Linked DNA regions of Mus musculus: all the other regions are linked to region 1. Evidence: chromatin contacts called from public HiChIP or PLAC-seq data. All regions are on one chromosome and are shown on one strand. Each heading gives the region's core, a stretch centred on a gene start, on an enhancer-like site or on the middle of the called end of the contact. The rest is flanking DNA. Distances are from core to core; before and after follow the strand shown. Region 1 holds the start of Dusp4 (dual specificity phosphatase 4). Region 2 overlaps Tnks (tankyrase, TRF1-interacting ankyrin-related ADP-ribose polymerase). Region 3 has its middle 52 kb from the start of Dusp4.

Region 1 (3,881 bases), core at 15-2,514:
AGGCACGCGCCGCTGGCAGAGTCGAGAATGATGTGTGAACAAAAGGTGGTAACTCTCTGCTCCCGGGATTAGCAGGAGCAGGCGCGGTTGTGCCTGGTGTCCCCCCACCCCCCCAAATACAGCACTTCAGCCTCCCTTAGACCGGGGCAAGTGGGGGTTGGCCGCCATCCAAGAAAGCTCTGAGTTTAGGCAGCGGGGAAAAAAAGAGATAGCTCCCCAGGTCTGCACCCCAATTCTCCTTTCCTCATTGACCGATGTGTATGAACTCCTGAGACAGCTCCTACCCTAGCATTCACCTTCCTTCACCCCCCTCTAGGGTTCCCGGGGTTATACCGAACCAGGCCTCTCTCGTCCCCGTGGGACCTAAGAGCGCGTTCTCAGTACTTGAAGCTGGGCTGCGCAGAGGAACCGCTGCCAGCATCCAGGCCAGAACCGTTCGCGTAAACAAACACGGAAACTCCAAGACGCGTGCGGATTGCAGGTGATTGGGGAAACGCGCCAGCACGGCCTCCCCGGGACTCAGGCTCCAAACCACAGCAAAACCGTTCACACTGACACGCACAAAGACACGCGAGGAAGGGGACTCCAGCACCCCGTAGTCACTCGGGTACTTTCCTCCCAATGCCCAGCAGGGCTCAGGCCGCCAAGTCCCTTACACTACCTACCCTCCCACCTCGCTCTCCCGGGCACCCACGTTTACCTTTAAGCAGGCAGATGTCCGTGCGCTCCGCGTTCCGGCGCAACGCCTGCACGACCAGCGACACCGTGCTGTCCTCCCGGAGACTCTCGGCGCGCGGGCTGCGCTCGTCGTAGACGATGACAGCCGAGTAGAGGCCAGAGCGCAGGCGGGCACGCACCTCTTCCTCGGCGGGCAGGATCTGCTCCAGGCTCACGGAGCCCTTGGCCCTCCGCCGCACGATGGTATTGCAGCGCACGTTCACCGAGCCTCGGATGTAGCCCGCGCTGTGAGCCAGAAACGGCCTGCAGTCCAGCAGCAGGCACTTGCCGCCGCTCAGCAGCCCCAAGGCGCCGTGGCTGCCGCTGCCGTTGCCGCCCGCGCTGCCGCCGCCGCCGTTCTCATCCCGGTTCATCAGCCTTTTGAGCACGCTGCAGTCCATCTCCCGCAGTTCCTCCATCGTCACCATGTCGCCGGCAAAACGCAGTAAGCTGGGGAGCTAGCTGGAGAAGGCCAAGGGCACCGGAGCCAGCTAGGCTAACAAGAAGGAACCAGGCGAGGGCTAAGAGGGCGCCTGCAGAAGTGACCCGCAAACTTGGCCCCAGGCTCTTCTCCCTCTAACACCCCTGCTTCCACCTCCCGCAGCCTCAACGTTACATAGCAGTCCCAGCCTTCTCTGGCGCCAAAGCTGGCGGGCGCGCGGCACCCGGGGCAAGCGATCGAGCAGGGGAGTGTGTTTACGAGAGAGGGCTCCTCTCGGTTTGTCGCCTCTGGTGTGTTTTGCTAGCTAGGGCTGCTTCTGCCGTGGGCTCCGCCGTTTCCCCCACCGCTGCACCGCCGGAGCTGCACGCACTGCCCCAGCCAGAGTTTCCTCCTCTGGCTTAGAGATTTATTAATGCTCGCCGGCTCTCCCGGGGGAGGGAAGAGTCATTACTACCTCGCCAGGCCCCGCCCCCAACGCAAGCTTCCCGCCCCGCCCCCACCCCGGCTCGTGAATGGAGCGCCGGCCCCCTCGCACCCAGTCACGGGGACTCGACGTCACAAAGAGAGGAGTAAACAGGGCGCTCGGTGCTGGCTGCCAGGCCCATTCATAAAACGGAGACCTAGAGGAAGAAAAGGAGGCAGCCTCCGACCCGCCCGCGAGCCGGCGGCTCGGGGACTTTGTGAATGGAGCCGCGGCGCGGTGCCCTGTCCTTCCTCAGCCCCGGAGCGCGGCGATCCTGGTAGAGATCGTTGCGGGTGGCGACGCGGGGCCTTACTGAGGCCTGGGCTCTCCGTGTGGAGGTCTTCACCCCTGCGCTCCCCCCCACCCCCCCGGCCTCCCCAGTCTTCGAGGTCTCGCTCCTGCAGCTCCGAGAAACCTGACACTGTGCGGCTGCCACCCCGTAGGGCTTGGGGACCTCTCCTCGCCGGACTTAATCTCGTTCTTCGTGCCCGGCCGGTTGTGTTTTGTCTTTGTTTTTTTCCATGCGATTCCCCGGACTTAGTTTATACATTAGCGTGATCGATTTCCATCCCGAGCTATTACATCTGGTTTATAGCTTCCCGCGGAACCTGGGCCAACGCAGATTTAGAAAGATGAAAGGGAAGGCCCTCGCGCCGAAGCCCAATAACAAAAGAGAGGTGGAGGGGTTTGTTACTTTACAACCCAGAGGGGGGCGTTAATTGGCCGAATGCTGTGCCCGTGCAAGAGAATGGGAGGCACTCGGGCCCAAGCTTCCTAAAACCTGCTTTTTTAACCATGGGGGGGGGGGGGGGGAATACCCGGAGGTTTTCCTCTTTGGTGGGAGTCCTCGCTTCCCTCCTCACACGCAACGTCCTCTAAGGAAATGACGGTTAAGGTCTACATTTGGTACGAAGGAAAAGATGCTGAAAAGTGCCCATGGGAAGAATGACCTTTTATAAAAGCAAATGTAATAAGCTAGGAGACGATTCGAGTTTCCGCATCCCTCTTTCCAGGTCACGTAGCATCTGCCACCCCCCATTTTACTTTCGGGGGGGGAGCATTTAATTTCCCAAGGGCTCGATTTTGGCAAGAGAGGAGGTTATGCGCGCATGTGGTGGGGACCTTACAGAGAGCCAAAAAAATTATTTGGCCGAGATCTTGCCAAGTCTTGTTAGCAAGAATTAATCACCGAACAAGGGAATTACGGGGTTTGGTAGCGGCGGCCAGGTCGAATATTCCATTTCAAGTTGCGACTAAGCCTGATTAAGGCAGCGAGGGCCGCCGAAGCCTTGGGGTCCTTCCCGCCCTGTTCAGCCTCCTCCACTGTTACCCTTTGCTTTGTTCTCTGCGTAGCTGCTCGCCCGAGATCACCTCCAGCTCTCATTTCAAGGCCTTCTACCGGCTCTCTGCACTCTGAAGGCCCTGACACCCCTTTCAGGGTCCAGTGGGCTATGGGGGTTGAGAAGCAATCATCTGTGGAGATTTATTTTTATTGCCTCGGGTTCCAAAATGGCACTGCAGTTTTTATTTTGTTTATGGATTTTTCTTCAGTTAAAAAAATAAACTATTACATGAGTATTAATTTGTTGCTGGCATATTAGCGACCCCTCAGCCCCCAACGCACCTTATATTTTGGTGCCCGGGGTGCGCGATCACTCTAATTCGGGTTCCGGAAGGAGCCACCACAGTGGAGTGACGTCGGCTGCCTGGGGCAAAGTCTCCGGCACCCGGCTTTCTGGCTGGGAGAGCCGCATGGGCTCCCTGCACCCGTGAGGAGGGCAAAGTGGTTTCTCTTGGTTCGGGAGCTGGGAGGACATCTAGTGCTTCCCCTTTGCTGGCCCTCTATGGGTGCTAGACATCCCCCGTGCCTCGACAGCCCGGGTCAGATTCACTCTCGTGGGGCCTCTCCCCGAAGTCTACATATCCAGAGGCCAGCAGGCCTCAACTTCTCCGGATGCAAGTCTCGGCCGATTTCACCGGAGTCACAGAGGGGGGTGAGGGTGGAGTTGTCCCCTGGCGGCGCTGGCCTCACGAGCCTTTGTCTCCCATGCGTCAGGGGTGCTCTCCTTGCCACCACCCCCCCGCCGGCCAGGCCCTGGCCAGTGCTCACATGGCCTGTAAATAACAGTCAAATCCGGGGGGTGGGGGGGAATGCCCACGGAACAAAGGGCTGCTTTCTGCACCTGACGGTAATCCTTGCCGGAGAAGCCCTTAAATCCCATAGGCGAGTCACGCGCAAGGGGTGTGGGCAGGCGCGTG
Region 2 (3,916 bases), core at 600-3,099, 38 kb before region 1:
ACCTGGTTTAGTTTCCACCACCCACACTGTTTAGCTCACAACCCTCTTCACCCCAGCTTCAGGGAACCCAGTGTACTCAGCTGGCTCCCAGGGAAACACTTCGCGTGCAGATACGCAAGCATAAAAACACACAAAGCTAAAAATAAATGTCTTAGACATAAAAATAAGGTGGTAGGAATTATATTCCCTGTAGAGTTAATATATACATCTATATTTTAGTTCTCTATTCTATGTGTATTAGAATTAATGTAAGTACTGTTGCTATGCCAAAGAGAAAATTCAGCATAACTTGGAAGTGCCTGATTTAAATTGACATATTTGGTATTGGTTTTTGTCATGTGAAATCATCTGTACAGGCAAGTGTCAAAAAATAGGGTTATGCATAAATGCTGACCTTGCGTAGAATTAGGAAATTCTAAGAGATTTTACTGTTTGTTTTAGTTGCGGGTCTTGACATGAACATCAGCCAGTTCCTTAAGAGCCTTGGCCTTGAGCACCTGAGGGACATTTTTGAAACAGAGCAGGTAAGCGCTCACGTGCTCTTTCAGCTTTTCATCTTCTGAGTTATTGACTTCATAAACTTCGCAGCTGTTTATTTTCTGTGTTATGTATTCTCTTTATTTTGTGACTTATAGTGTTCTGCAGTTTGCCTCGTGTTTAATCTATGTGTATGTTTTTACCTTGCTTGTTAGCTGCCTGAAATACATGTAGAGAAGCCAGGGAGCCCAGCACTTTGCGCTCATCTCCGACGCTGACAGTTCAGAGAGCCGTCCTTCCTCTGTGGCCAGTTTTGTTCAGTGCAGTCTGTGTCAGGTTAGACGTGAGAAGGAAGGGTTCAGCTTGCTGAGAGAGCACTTGGTGAACTTAGAGCAAGAAACTATCTCAAGAATATTCTCAGTTTTTCTGGTTTTTGTTGTTGTTGTTTCCAAAAGAAACTGGCATTTATGAGCTCATCTTCTTGTGTTACTAGAGAGAGCTCTTCTGTTTGCCAGACTGTTGTCAAAGGTCATGAGTTCTTACTCCCATGCTCCATGGTAAACACTGAAGATGAAACTGAGTTTAATATTACTGGTGGACATGGAACTTTAGGATGGAGAGTCACTCAGACCCAGTGCCCCATTTCCCAGGTGGAGGTACCTCCATATGCCCATGTCAGCCTTTCTGGCAGGGAGGATAGCTTGTGCAGGAGAATATAGCTGTTGATGTCTTTTTAAAGTCTAGTCAGCTTTAGGGCCCACTTCACATCTTTATTTTGTGACTTATGTTCGACAGTCTACCCCATGTTCAATCTGTTTGTTTCAGGTTTGTTGTTACCTTGTTCTGCACAAGTCTGTTATTTAGTCAGTATATGCACTGAGTTTGGTGAGCTACATAACAAATGACCATGGACTTGGTAGCCTAACAGATGTTTTTCTCTCAGAAGACTGAAATCAGATGGGCAGGGTGCACTCCCTGTAGCAGTTCTAGAAGAGTCTGCTCCCTGCCCTTCCAGCCTCCTTGACTTAGGCCACGCATAGGCCACCTTACTCCAGTCTCTGCTGCTGTTGGCACGATGCCTTGTCCCATGTCTGCCTTCTCACGTGCCTCTTACTGGGACACTTCCTTTAAACTTGGGCCCTCCTGGTGACTATCAGAACTTCCTCTCCCTGTCGTCCAATCATCTTCTGGACTAGAAATGTCCTGTGAGAATCCTGTAAACTGGGTCTTTGTCACTGTTTGAACACACATGCTCTTCATTCTGACTCATGTCTGCAGGAATTGTGAAACTTCACACACACACCTTGGTCTAATAAGCCAAAAACCTCCAGTTCAAACAAGGGACCCACCTCTTGTTGAGAGCCGTTGTTTCTGAGCTTTCATGCGCTTGTTCTTACTTCCTGTTGCATGCTCTCTGTCAGGAACTGACCTCCTGTGCGTGTTTCTCATGTTATTGACTTGGTAGTTTAATGACTCAGTCTTCAGTCAGCTTATTCTTTTTATCAGTTTTGTTGTTCTTTTTACTGCAGTTTTCTTCTGAGTAAATCGATGTCCCATTGATTTTCTTTTGTCCAAAATCATTTCTATAGCCTTTTCAGAGTCAAGACGTTAATTGTTGCACTTAATGCATATTACCTTGTGTAGGCCCTCTCCTCTAGGTAGTGGTGTGCTTTTCTATGTATCGAAACTGTCTTTTGGGCCACTGGGCAGACAATTAAGTTTGTGTTTATTATTTCAAGTGCAGATGTTATCTGTCTAGTCTTCAGGTATAAAATATTAAGTCTACTTAATTCTTCCGCGGCATACCTTTAGAATTTTCTTTTCTGTCATAAATATTGTGTAGCAGTCTGGTAATGTGTATCAACAAGCATGTGACCCTTCATTGTGTCCCCTTATCCCTTCTGTGACTGTGTTTGCTGAGACACTTTGTATAGTGTATTCCGCTGTTCTCGTCCTGCCTGAGAATACCCCTCTCCCTCTCCTGAGGCGCGAGGTAGTTCTTTTAGTTTGTGTCCTAGAAGTTCTTACACTCCACCTTCACAGTTCCTTCTCAGAAGTCTCTGCGCTGTCTTATTCCATAAACACTTTAGAAATAATCATCAAAATTCCTTCTAGTTAACTATAGCATTATGTAACATCTTCTCACACTTAGACTATAGCTTCCTACCTAAAATGTTTTGTTTATGGGAAAGGAAAATTTAATTTACACTATAATTTCTGGAGCTCAACTGCTACGACCTGGATTTTCACAGAAACTGACCATCTACATTCTATAAAAGGTCGGACTCATTGAATTCTATGTAAATATGATTATAACATCACCACCCTCAAGGGAAAAAAGGTCTTTTCATTTATAATCGTTAATTTTCTCATCACATCCCAGGTAAACAAGCGAATCTTTGGAGCAGGCAGCAACCCTATAGACATAGCATTTACTTTATATGCAGGGCCATTTTATCTTATGAATGAGTAACTTTAGTATAAGGATCTTATATCGATGTATGCTAGATATGCACAACCCCCTTCTCCCCAAGACAAGAACTTGAGGAGCAAACTTGTGGTTTCTTCCAAATACCAAACATATTCTCTTAACTGTTCCCACCAGATAAGTCACTGGAGGCTTAGAAGTAATAAATAACATAATTAAATATAGAGGGGAAAGTACTATCCTGTCATTTCTACTGTATCATATTAATAACTAGTCAGTAAGTATAGCTCATACCCAAGGGGAAGGGAGTTGAAGTCAGAGCACCAATGCTGGAGACAGGATCTTCAGCAGCTGTGTAAGAGGCGGCTTTCCGTACAGGGAGGAGCCTGGCTCCTCAGCCCCGCTCTGTAAACCAGAGTGGAGTAACTCCAGGTTCCTCTCTGGTGCAGCGGGCTTGGGCAAGGATTTTTATATTCATTTTGTGATTGGAAGTCTGTGTGTTACGCTTTATTTCCTCTCTAGAGCATGATTGGAAATATCCCTTGGGGTGTTGTCTTCTAGCCTGACTTTGACACCCTTCAGCTATGCACTATTGAATGGCAGTTAAGAAGATGTTGATGTCTGTAACCTAAAGTTACCTCATATATATCAGGCTGTGTTTTTATTGTCAACCATATCTAAACTGAAAGATCAAATCTCTAGAAGAACATGGTACCAGTTGCATGGCTCACAAAGTGCATTAGAATCAGGTCAGCCTTAGGATGTAGAGACTCCCGTTGTGTAAACTGTTCTGTTTCAAAGGTGCTTGTCTCCCTTTTGCTGTCTTCTGAAAGCTCTGTTGTAAACTTCCTTTGCGTGATTAGAAGTGAATGGCAGATTTTGTACCATGAAACAATTATTTCTTCAATGGCCACTTAATGTGCTAAATTACTTTAGAGAATAAGCCCAGATGATCCCACTCGCTGTAAAGGAGTTCATTTTCACAGTAAAAATCAAACCTTGGGGTCTAAT
Region 3 (4,079 bases), core at 836-3,335, 52 kb after region 1:
GACTCAATAGCATAAAGATCAGCAGGCTACAAAATATTATGGCATGTCTACAAAGTATGGGTTTAACTGGGAGCTAAGGAGGGACAGAGAGTCTGGGGTAGACATTCTTGGTGACTTAGGTGAGATCTGCCTCTAGAGCAAAAGGCGGGTGAGGTCTGCCTCCACAGATACCAAAAAGGTCACCAGGTCCTTAACAAAATCCACTTCCAGACTTCAGGGTGGGAAAACCGGTATCCTGTCTTCTTCACATCACCTAATCCATCTCAAGCAATTCCATCTACTGGGCAGTGCCTCTTCAAACATGTGACCTTTGGAGGCCATTCTCATTCAAAGCACCACATCTTGCTTTTGCAGTTGAGACATGTATCATTAGTTTAAAAAATTTGAACAAAATCTCATTCCTCTTTGATGCTCCCACTGTGGCTGGTCTGTGGATCTTTCAACTTTGTTTGTGTGTGTATGTGTGTGTGTGTGTGTGTGTGTGTCTGTGTGACACACACACACAAAGAGAGAGAGAGAGAGAGAGAGAGAGAGAGAGAGAGAGAGAGAGAGAGAGAGAGAGCGCTTGTATGTATGTGTCAGACTTGTTAAGATTTTGAACAAAGCTTATGCTGTCACAGTGGAAGTCATTTAAAAACTGAAAAATGACACAACTTGACATACCCCATTGGCAATTCCTTGCTAGCCTCATTTATGTAGACTCCAGCTTCCTGTCTCCAGTGGTGTCTTACAGCGGTGAGTCAGTATGTCCTGTGGTGTAGACAGTCTATCCTGTCTAACCTTAGCCCTATCAACTTCTTTGCCTTCTGGAGGAAGTCTTAGGAAGAAGATGAATCTTTCAGAGTTGCTTAGCAGTCTGAGCCCCTTCTGTGGATGGTTCTTGGATCCTGGTTCTGTTACTTCTGTCATCCAGTTCCTGATTTCTGGGATGACCTTCAAGGTCACCTCCACTCTGCCTAGCTGGAAGGAGAGGGTGAGAGAAGTCATGGAAGAGGGCTGCATGCCAGGCTTCTGTGCAGCCAACTTAAAGGAGATCCGAGAGCCTTTGGCACAGACTCTCCTCACCACGGTTCCAGTACCTGGCCATCAAAGCACAAGGGAGCTGGAGACACTGGTTGGGCATCTGCTCCTAGCAGTCTCTCTCCACTTCGGCAAAGGATATGGGTCTTCACTGAGCCCCTAACTGCCTTCTTCTTAGAATCATGATCATCATGCCCTATCTAGTTTAACAGTGGCCTCTTCTTGAGGACATCAATATGTTATATTGCATGGAGATATTAAAGCCCAAGTTACAGTCGTTTAGGAGATTCCAGTGTTGGGATTCAAATTTGGTCAGTCTGATTCTAAAGTCAAGTAATCTCAGTTTTTTATGTCACACAGCTACGGTAAGGTTGGCATGTTTGAGTCACCAGTGACCAAAATGAAACCCAAGGATGTGCACCTGACGTTCCTCTTTGTTTTTCTCAGTTTCTTTTACAACAGCACTAAAGAAAAGGCCCAAGGTTCTAAGTAGTTTTGACAATTGTCACATCATCCTTAGCCACTTCCGTCTCAATTATCTAGAATCCAGCCTAGGTAGCTTCATTTATTTTCAAGATCCAATGACCATTCATTTTAATATAACTCTCTCACACATTTATTTTCAAACCCAAAATGTTATCTCAGCATTAACTGCTGGTTTTAATTCAGTCCTCCATAAGCATTCCCAATCCAACATACCCCCAAAACAAAGGCATTGACCTTATATCCCTGAGACCTATGCCTTCAGGTAGGCTTGCCAACAGCTCACCAGCTTTGATTAGCTTCTCAAGGGGTGGATGCTTGGCTTCTCTCTCCCCCTCCCTCCTCTTTCTTTTTCTCCCCCCCCCCACCAGTACTGGGGTCTGCAGCCAGGGCCTCATGAGTGCTAGACAATGTATTACCACCAAGCTGTATTCCTTCACTCAGACTTTTGTTTTTCCATTGCTGCTAACTTCTTAAAGATGAAGTCCACAGCTACTTTGCATGTTTTCTAGACAGGCCAAATGTCACCACTCTTGCCTATAGGGCCCAGGGACTTTTTTGAGATGGTGATGATCATCCTAAGGAAACGCCCTCCCCCATACGTCTTCTTTTCTTACTTTCTGTTTGACGTTGAGGAGGTGGACAACCTTCAAACCATGCTCATCCTTGGGGCCTCTGGCATGGCTTGAGTCATATTAACCCATATGTGGAGACATTCAAGAAAAAAAGATCCCATGGGCCCCTCTCGTCCCAGTCCTCCTCCTCTTTACCCTCCTCCCCTTCTTTCTCTTCTTTGATTTTTTTTTTTTTTTTTTTTGAGATGTGGCTTCATCCTGTAGCCCAGGCTGGTGAAGACAGTCAGTCATCTTTCCTGTGACTGTGCAGGGATTCCAGCATGAGTCCCAGCCCCCAACCCCTTCGCCAGCCTTCTCCCTTCCCAGTGGTCTCCGCCCAAGCTGTTGTTTGGAGACATTTGACTCTTTCTTACTCTCATTCCCTTTGGGTGCAGAAAATAAGTCTGTTCTCATTTGAATAAGTTTGTTCTCATTTGGATGCTGCTGAGAGATTGTGGGGACCATGTCACTTGTTCTTAGTAAACTCACTCTGAAAACAACAGGGATCTCTCTGAGACAGCTGGTCTCCCAGGCAAATCCAGGCTACTTGTTATAAACCTTTAGCCTAGATGAGGGCAGGCAGATAAACTATAAACAGGCACTGACTATTCAATTCAAAGAGCAACTAAAGACCGAGATATTTAGAATAAAGAAGAGACTGAAAATGTCAGTTGGTGATGAAAGAATTTAAATTCTTACCTTCTGCTTTTCTTTCTTCTTCCTTCCTTCCTTCCTTCCTTCCTTCCTTCCTTCCTTCCTTCCTTCCTTCCTTCCTTCCTTCCTTCCTTCCTTCCTTCTTTCTTTCTTTCTTTCTTTCTTTCTTTCTTTCTTTCTTTCTTTCTTTCTTTCTTTCTTTCCAAGAGAGTTTATCTTAAACCATGAAAGAATTTATAGGCATTTAGTTATTCTTTCTCATATCTCAGGCACTGTTAATCATAAAAACACTTTTTTATGGGGCTGGAGTCATGATGGCCCCACAGTTAAGAGAGCGTGGTGCTCTTCGTAGGGGACCAGAGTTCTCAGCTCAGGTTGATCTGGCATCCTATTCTGACCATCACAGATGCATAGGAATATGCACACACCCATCAATGCACACACCCGCACGCACAGGCACATACAACCCCACCATACACACATACACACCTGCACAGGCACATACAAACCCACTCATACAGACCTACCCTCCCATACACACACACCCATACACACACACACACACACACACACACACACACACACACACACACACACACAATGTCAAAACATCTAAGGAGAAAGGTAATATTTATATTTTGCAGATGGAAGAAGTGACCCTAGAGAGGCTGACAAACCAAGTTACTTCAATCAACAAGGTGCTCTCCTCTGCATGTTTCTAGCTACAGCCTTAGATCTTGGGGGAAGTACCATGTCTGTCCTGTGCACTTCTGTCTGCCTGTTGTGCCATCCCTAGAGCAGTATTCCTGCTACAAGATGCTGCCTTGATATAGGTCTAATAGCATTGGTTCTGCCCAAATGTGGACCAGAACATCTCAGACCGGGAGCTGACTCAACCCTTTTTTCTTTATAAGTTAATTCTTCTTGGTATTTTGTGGACTTAAGGGAGCCCTGACTAACACTGTATGCATCATCAGTTGCTCTGGAGTTCCATTCTGCCCATCGCAGCTGCTCAGAACCCAGGATGGAGCTGCCCCACCTTGCATGGGGCTTTTTGCACTGGAATTATTATAAATAACTGAAAGTGGAGGTGACCTACATTGTTTGTTTGTTTGTTTGTTTGTTTACAACGCATTGGCCAGAGCTACCTGCCCCTCCTCTAGCCAAAAGGTAGATAGATGATTATTGCAACTCGACAGGGGCTGGGAGGAACAGACGGAGAAGTATTTGTCAGACAGCAGTAGAGAAGCCCATGTGATCTAAGGGTCGAAAGATACGATCTATATAAAAGTGCCTGTCATCATGAGA

What was found. HiChIP or PLAC-seq counts read pairs in DNA pulled down with a chosen protein or histone mark.
Region 2: an HNF4G HiChIP or PLAC-seq map of pancreatic cancer cells shows a contact between it and region 1. The contact joins the enhancer-like site here to the promoter of Dusp4 in region 1. A contact is called at or near these places in 5 of 39 promoter capture datasets (the 3T3-L1 cell line, embryonic stem cells, hippocampal neurons and 2 more), 3 of 115 datasets of contacts at active chromatin or transcription factors (embryonic stem cells, microglia and pancreatic cancer cells) and 1 of 9 other capture datasets (adipose tissue).
Region 3: an H3K27ac HiChIP or PLAC-seq map of regulatory T cell precursor shows a contact between it and region 1, with 2.8 times the contacts expected there. The contact joins the enhancer-like site here to the promoter of Dusp4 in region 1. A contact is called at or near these places in 3 of 39 promoter capture datasets (the 3T3-L1 cell line, 3T3-L1-derived adipocytes and hippocampal neurons), 2 of 15 datasets of contacts at CTCF or cohesin (CD8 T cells and the NIH/3T3 cell line), 69 of 484 Hi-C or Micro-C datasets (3T3-L1-derived adipocytes, the AML12 cell line, B cells and 42 more), 21 of 115 datasets of contacts at active chromatin or transcription factors (the 230-238 cell line, CD8 T cells, the HPC-7 cell line and 13 more) and 2 of 9 other capture datasets (embryonic stem cells and macrophages).

The regions. Positions count from the first base shown.
Region 1 is chr8:34,804,993-34,808,873 of GRCm38.p6, reverse strand. Dusp4 (dual specificity phosphatase 4) reads right to left here and starts at 1,264. Exons shown (of 4, transcript NM_176933.4): 1 at 701-1,264. The coding sequence starts at 1,145.
Region 2 is chr8:34,843,889-34,847,804 of GRCm38.p6, reverse strand. It overlaps Tnks (tankyrase, TRF1-interacting ankyrin-related ADP-ribose polymerase), which reads left to right. Exons shown (of 27, transcript NM_175091.3): 20 at 442-524. Among named protein-coding and RNA genes, the nearest start is that of Dusp4, 38 kb to the right of the region's middle. Within about 2 kb of position 1,849, at least 25 of the 459 cell types and tissues checked have an H3K27ac peak or open chromatin away from gene starts, as enhancers often do. A contact at or near this core is called in pancreatic cancer cells, where this site is marked.
Region 3 is chr8:34,753,752-34,757,830 of GRCm38.p6, reverse strand. No RefSeq gene overlaps it. Among named protein-coding and RNA genes, the nearest start is that of Dusp4, 52 kb to the left of the region's middle. Within about 2 kb of position 2,085, at least 33 of the 459 cell types and tissues checked have an H3K27ac peak or open chromatin away from gene starts, as enhancers often do. A contact at or near this core is called in B cells, the C2C12 cell line, CD8 T cells and 14 more, where this site is marked.